Regions from separate parts of the Sus scrofa genome. Here all the other regions are linked to region 1. The links are chromatin contacts, called in public HiChIP or PLAC-seq and promoter capture Hi-C maps. All regions are on one chromosome and are shown on one strand. Each heading gives the region's core, a stretch centred on a gene start, on an enhancer-like site or on the middle of the called end of the contact. The rest is flanking DNA. Distances are from core to core; before and after follow the strand shown. Region 1 holds the start of CCDC85A (coiled-coil domain-containing protein 85A). Region 2 holds the start of CLHC1 (clathrin heavy chain linker domain-containing protein 1). Region 3 holds the start of LOC100514282 (prolyl-tRNA synthetase associated domain-containing protein 1).

Region 1 (2,979 bases), core at 174-2,673:
ATATTTTCTTAGGTCCTCTTTATTTTTTTTATTTTTTTTTAATTGTCTTTTTGCCATTTCTAGGGTCGCTTCTGCGGCATATGGGAGGTTCCCAGGCTAGGGGTCTAATCGGAGCTGTAGCCACCTGCCTACGCCAGAGCCACAGCAACGCCGGGATCCCAGCCGCGTCTGCAACCTACACCACAGCTCAGGGCAACGCTGGCAACGCCAGATCCTTAACCCACTGAGCAAGGCCAGGGATTGAACCCGCAACCTCACGGTTCCTAGTCGGATTCGTTAACCACTGACCCACGACGGGAACTCCTCTTAGGTCCTCTTTAGATTAAAAAAAAAAAAAAAAAATCCTATACGAATCCTATGTATCCAGATTTTGAAATGAGTATTTTTTATCAGGCATCTGCTCTAAAACATTCTCACGTTTCAGTGCAATGCGGAAGGGTGTACACACAAGATCTAGTCAAAACATAAGCACGTTTCGACAAACCATGGATTAGGATGACTACAACTCCCAAGATGCGCTGCAGCAAAACGTGCATTTCGCCTGATTTTCACCTTTCAGACTAAAGAGCTGTAAAGAGCTAGCGGCAAGAACTGTCCTTAAAAAAACGAATAAAAGGAGTCTATCAAGAAAACAAGGATTGAAATAAATGACTGCTCAGTTCACCCGTATCCACCGTGCAATGTTTGAAAATTAATCTGTTGTTTGACAACTAATGTAAACGCCAAAAGAATTTCTTCCTCAGTGCAGAAGTCTTCCCGAGAGAGAATGCAAGAAATGCCAGGAAGAGAAACTCAAAAATATCAAAAACAATGCTTAGATAAGTTAGGCAGGTAGTTCCCGCCAGTTCCCTAAACTTATCTGAAGACTCATTTTCCGAGATTACAAATTAGGGAAGAACACCATATTTTCACAAAGCGGAAAGTATGCTTTCCAATGGCCAGCCACCAAAAGCATAACGGCAAAACGCCTGGGCAGGAAATAAGAAACTGTCACACCTTTGTACGATGTTACAATCTTCTGGACAAACACGAACACTTCCTGAGGAAATGCTTAACTATAACAGACTCCACTACGAATTGCAGTGGGTTTGGGGTCGCATTAGACATTTTAAATTCCTAAAGTCTTCACAGACAAGAGGTTTTAACTGTTTTTCTCCTACAGGCTGACAGGGTGAGCTTCCATTAAGGAGTGCGAGCACATTTTCTTCCCTTTGGCTCAGAGTAAGTCCTGTCCAAGGATGCGTACCTCCCAGATTTGCTCTGTTTTTTCCACAGAGCTTGGCTCTTCCACACGCCTGTCACAGACAGCAACCGCCGGAAGCCGCATCCACAACTCGGTTCTGGCGGTCTGCACAGAGAAGAGTCTCGCGGTACCAGCCGTGACTGGAGGCTCGCGAGAACCGCCCTCCCAGCCGAGATCACGCGCCAGTAGGCGGGGTCGAGAGAGGAGAAAGTCGCACTTAGGCCCTCCCACCTCAGCCCAGTACCCTGCATCGCGAGAAAACCGAGTACGGTCCAGCCCGGGAAGCGCATGCAGAAACCGAGGCGATGCATGTTGGACTTGTCGGCCGCCGTAGCCCCTGCTAGGACAGCCCGTGCGAGCTTGCTGGAGGAGGAAGAGAAAGGCAGAGAGAATCGGGTTACAAGATGGCGGATCTGTAGCAGTTACCGCGGCGGCGGCGGCGGCGGCGGCGGCGGCGGCGGTGGCTGCGGCGGGAGAGCTAGAGAGCTCTGGGGGTCAAAGGGCGGGGAGGGTGGGTGTGAGCGGGGGTGAAGTGAGAGGAAACCGGGACTCCAGGCGGAAAGGTCTCAGTGGCTCGTGTTGTCCTTTCCCGCGGCTGAACCTTGGGAGCCATGGTGAACTCAGGCCTCTCCGGAGCCGCCGCCGCCGCCGCTGCCGCCACCGCCGCTACCGTTTCTCAAGAGTGAGAGAGGCGGACTAGGTGAACGAGGAGGCGGCGGCTGGAGTAGTGGGGACAGCAGCCACCATGTCGGATACGAGGCGGCGAGTGAAGGTCTATACCCTGAACGAAGACCGGCAATGGGACGACCGAGGCACCGGGCACGTCTCCTCCACTTATGTGGAGGAGCTCAAGGGGATGTCGCTGCTGGTTCGGGCAGAGTCCGACGGTAAGGTTATTGGAACCGTAGGATAGGGGACAATGCCTCCGGTTTGGGCACAGCCCTGGCGTTTAGGCCCTGGGCCGGGTACTGTTACTACAACCACTTAGGACAGCGCATTGGTTTTGTGCGTGCACTTCAGTGCGTTGAAGGAAACAACTTTGTCTGGATTTACCCTCGGTCAGACGCCGATTCTCTGTTCCCCCGCCTACCATCCTTGTTAAACATTTGACCCGTTCTTCTCCAGTCTCGCCTCTTGAGCAGGGGAAAGTGTGAGAGAGAAGGGAGGAAGAGATGGAAGACTAGGTAGTGAATCTCCTTCGGGGGAGCTGACCGTCCCCGACTCCCGTTATTTTTTTATCCATTATATGCCTGGTACAAAAGGCTTAGTGAAACTTTACTTTCTGCGTGTTTTTTTTTTTTTTAACTCGTTTTACTAACGAGCTTCAGATGCCACAGTCGACAGGTGCTGGGGAAAAACAAGAGGCACCTTTTCCTGGGGTTATTGCAGGCTGTTGACAAGATACATGCACGCACAAGCACATACATCTTCAGTCTGGGATCCCTCCAGGCTACCTTTGTAGAGAGTGCTGTGAAAAAGTGGATACTTTACACCCTAAACAAGTTAGGACACCAGGCAGATTGTAAACTTGTATTCGTTGATTTATTGTACGAGTCACCTGTAAAATATTCTTAAATTATAAAATGTTGAGCCCTAATTAAAACACTTTTCTCATTGTAATCTGAACGCCTAGATTTGAACAACTGATATGTACAGATAAAAGAAAAATAGCAATCTTTGGTTTATTCTTGGCATATTTTGTACTCTCGCACTTTCCTTTTTATTTTAAATAGTCA
Region 2 (2,979 bases), core at 209-2,708, 340 kb after region 1:
ATGTCAGACTGTAGCAGCATTTCTCAATTGTCAGTGTAGGAAGCACCTGGGAACCTACTCTAATCTAATGCTATTCTTCTCACTTTTGTTATTGGTCAAAATTTCCAAACTAAGACCTGTTCTTTCTGCCATACAGACCTTTTGAATGTTGTAGTCAGACAAAGTACGTCCATCTTCCAGTTGCTTGCCAGCAAAGATCAGTCTTTGCTGGTCAGGAGGAATCCCTAATTAGATTAAAATAAATAAATAAAATTAAGTGATTGCAAATCAAGCATATCTGCTCAAGATTTACAATCCTGAATCAAATAAATGGTACTAATAGTCATCAGTGGTTTTTGCTACAGACAATGTCTAAAGTAAATGTTTAATTTTATCTTATTTAATCTTAATACGGGTTAACATGATCATTTTATAGCTGATAACAGATGTAAATTAACTAGTTCATCTAAACTCACACTTGTGAAGGTACTGCAGCTTAGCCCCATGCCAAAACATTTGTCTACTGTCTTAGTTCAAAAGCGTTTTTGTCAACCTGACCTCTTCCACCCCACCAAAAGCATTTATGTCTAATGGCCTGAGCCTCTACAGATGAGTTTTAAAATGATTATATTAATCCATATTGAGATTAGTTTTAAAAAATTACCTTCCTTATCCTGGATCTTAGCCTTTACATTTTCTATTGTATCCGAGGGTTCGACCTATAAGTTTTGAAATGCAAGTATATTAGTAACACAAAAGAAACTAAAATAAACGCTCAATTCAACTTGAAGCTTGCTCAGGTACGCAGCCTCTGGGGACTGAAGTCACCCACGCCTCTTGATTTCTCTACACTGGGCGGGCTCCCAGGCACGCACACTTCCTCCCCCAGCCCGGGCCACGGCGGTGGCAGCCGAGCCACACGTGCTCGCGCGGAGCTGCGGGGGACGCCTCCCTCCCGCCACGCCAACCCGGCTTCAGCTACCTGGCCGGGACGAGGTGACAGGCTCGGACCTTTTACCGAAAACCTGCCCTAAGCCCTTGCTCAGCAGTAACAACGCTCACTTCAAAGCCAGGTTTCAGAGGGCAGGCTCGGAAACGTACTGCAAAGCAGAATACAGCGCGAGTGCCGAAATCCGCCTCAAGCCCCCCTCCTTCAGGCCGTGCCTTCTGCCTCTGCCTCGCACGTACCTCGAGAGTGATGGTCTTGCCCGTCAGCGTCTTCACGAATATCTGCATCTTGGCGGCGGTTCCACCTGAGCGTGAGGAAAAGAAGAAAATGAGTGAGATTTGGGTACAAAGAAGGGCTACAGCGGGCCCCGGGGCGGAGAAAGACCTAGAGCACACACTCACCACAGATGGCGGATCCGAAAGGAAGGGCGCTCCGACGGTCCAAGGCTTTCCCGACGTCCCCCAAGGCCCCGCCTCCTAGGCGTCCATGCAATGCCTGAGCGCTGTCGTAGCGGCTGTCCAACCACATGCCAGACCAAGTCGTGACCTAGCTTCTCTTTTCTAGCCTGGCTTACTTTTTATTTTAACCTCCAGAGTGCTCTCTAAGTAGTAGACTTAAACAACTCAAAAATTGTTTTTAAAAAGCTTTCTCCCTCTAGTTGACGTGGCCAAGAGGGTCTTTCAAAGGGGGTGGGGTTGAGGGGGGGGCCTCACGAGGGAAAGGGAGGAAGTAGAAGTCTTTTCTGGGAACTGTAGTTTTCCAACGCTTTCTCTTTTTTTTAGGACTTCTTGTCCCGAGATGCAGTTCCACACGCCCGGGTTTCCTGGTTACTATACCTAGTTACAGCCTAGCGCTGGAGTTGGGGTTTGCTGAAGGTGGTTAAGGTTAGGTGGGAGCAAGGGTGAAGCGCAGTAATGGTTTCGGGGAAAGTGTAAATGGCTTGGAAATGGTTAGGAGGAAAAGTTAGGAGGCTGGAAAAGGGTGGAGGAACCAAAGTGTTGTTCATCCCCTTACATAAGCGGTGAGGGGCGGAGGATCAGCCATCTACCACCGAACGCTTCCCGGTTCTTCAAGGGAAGGGCATTCCTGTGGCCAACTCCAGGCAAGCTGAATAGGTGATGCTCCTAAAACCTTGGGTCGGTCTTTTTCTCGGCCTATAGCCCCTCCCCACCTTCAACCCCCTAGGCTCCCCTAGTCTGAGAAGGTTCTGTCTAGTGTGTCACTTCGAGGTGTGCAATGGCTTAATATGTTGAAAAACGTCAGAAGTTTTCAAATTTTCTAATGAAGCCATAGGGGAAAGAAACCTGCGGAATGGTTCTTTATTGTAGAGTTTCCAAGTTTAGACTTTGGAATTGTGGTGAAAATCCTAAGAGGAAATTTTTGAAGAATGTGGGGCGCTCTCCCGGCGAGGCGGGCGGGTTAGCACTTCCCCTGGCCTTTCTCCGCTGTACAAACCACAGAATCCTTATACACACCCCTCCTATTGTCTAATTACTTTATTTCTCTGTGCCCTCTCCTTTGCATCCCCATCCCCACGTTCAGGTCCTCCTTAATTTTTTTTTTTTAATGATTTTTACCTTTTCCATTATAGCTGGTTTACAGTGTTTTGTCAGTTTTCTACTGTACAGCAAGGTGGCCCAGTCACACATACACATATACATTCTTTTTTTCACATTTTCATGTTCCATCATAAGTGACTAGTAGGTCCTCCTTAATTTTCTCTGTTCCCAGTCTTTCTTTTCTAACCTACCTTCACTGTTGCCTCCAAAATATTCTAAAAAATAAAAAAATGATTATGTCATTATTTTAATTCACCTTCAAGATGAAATCCAAATTTCTTTTTCCTTTTTTTTTTTTTTTTTTTGCTTTTCAGGGTCACACATGTGACATATGGAAGTTCCCGAGCTAGGGGTTGAATTGGGGAGCTGGAGCTGCCTGCCTACACAACAGCGTCAACAGCTCAGGATCTGAGCTGCTTCTGTGACCTCCACCACAGGTCATGGCATCTCCAGATTCCCCAACCCACTGAGCAAGGCCAGGGATTGAACCCA
Region 3 (2,979 bases), core at 276-2,775, 300 kb after region 1:
GCAACTTCTCCTAGGCCAGTTCTCTATTCTCTGTTCTAAGCCAGTTCTCTTAGGCCACGCCTTCACATTCCTAAAATCCTTTGTTTTTCCCTTAAAATTTGGTAAAGTTTATAGCAGCCCAGACTCCGATTTCTTGGCATTCCATTACATCCAGACCATGTGACAAACTCCCCTCTACTGATAACTGCAGAGGTGAGAGGGCAGGAACACCTGCCCAATATACAAAGTAAAAAAACAGGAAGAGTATGTGGACTATAAGGGAAGGGAAGGGAGTTCCCGTTGTGGCTCAGTGGACTAAGAATCCAACCGGTATCCATGAGGATGCCAGTTTGATCCCTGGACGAACTCTGTGGGTTAGGGATCCAGCATTGCTGTGAGCTGCAGCGTAGGTCGCAGACATGTTGGATGTGGCTGTGGCTGTGTTGTAATCCAGCAGCTGTAGTTTCAATTGGACCCTAGCCTGAGAAATATATGCCACAAATGTGGCCAGAGAAAGCCAAAATAAGGGAAAGGGAAGGGTCATGGAAAATGACACAGTTTTAATGTATTTCTATACCCTTTAAAAACCATCACCATATTTAGCTAATTATCATTTAGCTGTTACTCAAGCCTCCGGCAAAAACTTTTATGTCCCTACACTACTCAGGTTACATATTGGCTAGGTGAGATATTTGCAGAGTATCTGCCCATCAATACACTAAATTATGTTTAAAAATACCAAACTCTGGAGTTGCCGTTGTGGCGCAGCTGAAAGGAATCTGACTAGTATACATGAGGATGTAGGGTCAATCCCCGGCTTCGCTCAGTGGGTTGGAGTTCCCGGATTGGCAGGAGATGTGGTGTAGGTCCCAAACGTGGCTCGGATCCTGCCATTGCTGTGGCGTAGCTGGCAGCTCTAGCTCCCATTGGACTGGGAACTTCCATATGCCTATGGTGCAGCCCCAAAAACAAATGAATAAATAAAAATATCTTGGTGTCATGTATGCATGATGCCTGATACATCATAGCCACTGGAGAAGCAGTTTACTGCTGGGCAAATGTATCTACCCATAAAGTGGACACACTGACTAACATCCCACACCAGTTCCTAACGAGTTCCACACGAGTTCCTAATATGTTGCACTAGTTCTCCACAGAAAATCAAGTCACTCCAAGAGGAAAACATAACCTTTTTTACAATACGAGGCCCACGTGGACAGGCCTTTGATGTTGCATTCTGGTCCCTTGATGTAGTCTGGATCCCGGCAAATGCCTTAAAACGTACGTTTCTAAGGTACACTACCCCTGGGCCAACTAGCCTTAGCGACTTCGCGGGACAGACGCTGCAGCGGAGCCCACCCACTCCTGCAGCCGTCCCACCGAGAGCGCCTCACCTCCGGGTGCTCCACGATCTCTGTGCGGATGGCCAGGGCACTGAGCCGCTGCTCCAGCGCCGCGCGCAACTCTGAGCCTGACATGCTGCCTTCGTGGCAGTAGCTAGAGACCCGGAAGAGGAACTGGGCGTGGCCTTCCCCCACCCGGCGGGCTGCAGGCCGAGCGGAAGTGCCTGGAAGGACTCGGGTCGGTGCTGCCAGCCGAGAGCAGGCACCTTCCGGAGGCGGGGTTGCGGCGTTTTCGCTCTTTTCTGTGGCTTTGGCTTTTTCCTGGAAATCATCCAGGTCCGCAAGGACAGCCTTACCAAATCTGAAGGGTTCCTTACCGCGTGTCCCAGCAGAGGGAGGAGCCTGCATTCTCACAGCCCTCGATAATCTCGGTTTCCTACTTCCAGCATATCTTCCATTTAAACAGAATCACAGCCAGCTAACAATTCAGTTCAGTGAGTACTGGGCATGGATTGGACGCCATAGCAGGTTTATCAAGGCAGTTAGAGGCTCCTACCCCTTCCTCTGTCCTTGTAATGTATTTTCTGTGCCAGGTACTAGTTGAAGGATTCTGTCTTGAGAGGATGCAGCCTGTGTTATTGAAACTACCTGCAGTTTTGAGGTAGCTTAAACACGCACACCTCCTCCTCAAGGCCTCTTTATAAACCCTTAAGATTCTGCTGGGTGAGCGCCCAAGAAAGACCACCTATATAAATTCCCTTACTTACTAAAACTTCCACCCACCAACTTGTATTGCCCAGCCTCTTCCGTCTTTCTATGCCCTCCTAGGAGGAGTGGTGGTGGGAGGGGTGGGGGGGACGACCTTCACCAGGGAAACTCCCTGAGGTTGTGAATCTACAGACAAAAGAAGACAAAATCCCTAGCCTTTTTTTTTTTTTTTTTTTTTTTTGCCTCTCCCAAGGCATGTGGAATTTCCCAGGCTGGGAGTGAATTGGAGCTGTAGCTGACGGCCTATGCCACAGCCACAGCAACGCATGATCTGAACTGCATCTGTGACCCACACCATAGCTCAAGGCAACGCCCATCCTTAACCCTGAGAGAGGCCAGGGATCGAACCCTCATCCTCATGGATCCTAGTCAGGTTCCTAACAGCTGAGCCACCACAGAAACGCCTCCTCTCCTTTGAAATAATTAAATGTGACAGCCACAACTCACCTCTTTCAGAGACACTCTGCCTACCTCTTTGTGGGCTGCTACACTATCCTGCAAAACTGTCACTCCCTGCTTGAATGAGGCCTAAAATTCCACTAGAGTTTAATTTATGGATTTAGATTAAGCCTCATTGTTACCAATGCTCCAGAATCACACACCTGCCTCTCCCTTGAATGGAAACTCTTATCCAAGTTTCAGGAGGAAGTTGCAAAAAGAAAAATAAGTGCTTGTTAGAACTAACTAGGCGCAAGATGGCAGAAGATCTAATTCCAGTAGACCTTGGGCTTTGTATGTTCACTGTAATACATCAGCATGCTAAATGAGGGCACCCACCAATTGTCCCTGACAGTTGACAATTGCCATGACAACAACTGGAAAAGCCCACTCAAGGACTGAAAAGGAGTGGTCTGGCTCCAAACCACCCCCTATTCTCAGGTAAGTCATG

The links. Promoter capture Hi-C pulls out the DNA fragments that hold promoters and counts their contacts. HiChIP or PLAC-seq counts read pairs in DNA pulled down with a chosen protein or histone mark.
Region 2: an H3K27ac HiChIP or PLAC-seq map of alveolar macrophages shows a contact between it and region 1. The contact joins the promoter of CLHC1 here to the promoter of CCDC85A in region 1. A contact is called at or near these places in 1 of 5 promoter capture datasets (liver), 3 of 47 Hi-C or Micro-C datasets (heart right ventricle, mesenteric adipose tissue and skeletal muscle) and 1 of 2 datasets of contacts at active chromatin or transcription factors (alveolar macrophages).
Region 3: a contact with region 1 is called in a promoter capture Hi-C map of fetal liver, with 3 times the contacts expected there. The contact joins the promoter of LOC100514282 here to the promoter of CCDC85A in region 1. A contact is called at or near these places in 2 of 5 promoter capture datasets (fetal liver and liver), 4 of 47 Hi-C or Micro-C datasets (heart right ventricle, liver and skeletal muscle) and 2 of 2 datasets of contacts at active chromatin or transcription factors (alveolar macrophages and skeletal muscle).

The regions. Positions count from the first base shown.
Region 1 is chr3:85,648,431-85,651,409 of Sscrofa11.1, forward strand. CCDC85A (coiled-coil domain-containing protein 85A) reads right to left here and starts at 1,424. Exons shown (of 18, transcript XR_002342946.1): 1 at 1,247-1,424. It overlaps PPP4R3B (protein phosphatase 4 regulatory subunit 3B), which reads left to right and starts at 1,634. Exons shown (of 17, transcript NM_001244675.1): 1 at 1,634-1,668; 2 at 1,886-2,130. The coding sequence starts at 1,989.
Region 2 is chr3:85,990,849-85,993,827 of Sscrofa11.1, forward strand. CLHC1 (clathrin heavy chain linker domain-containing protein 1) reads left to right here and starts at 1,459. Exons shown (of 10, transcript XM_021087534.1): 1 at 1,459-2,064. RPS27A (ubiquitin-40S ribosomal protein S27a) reads right to left here and starts at 1,409. Exons shown (of 6, transcript XM_003125136.5): 1 at 1,330-1,409; 2 at 1,168-1,232; 3 at 644-698; 4 at 139-224. The coding sequence starts at 1,215.
Region 3 is chr3:85,946,053-85,949,031 of Sscrofa11.1, forward strand. It overlaps LOC100514282 (prolyl-tRNA synthetase associated domain-containing protein 1), which reads right to left and starts at 1,526. Exons shown (of 2, transcript XM_003125134.6): 1 at 1,374-1,526. The coding sequence starts at 1,457. CCDC88A (girdin) reads left to right here. Exons shown (of 39, transcript XR_002342714.1): 32 at 2,727-2,969. It overlaps MTIF2 (translation initiation factor IF-2, mitochondrial), which reads left to right and starts at 1,565. Exons shown (of 16, transcript XM_021087524.1): 1 at 1,565-1,816; 2 at 2,884-2,969.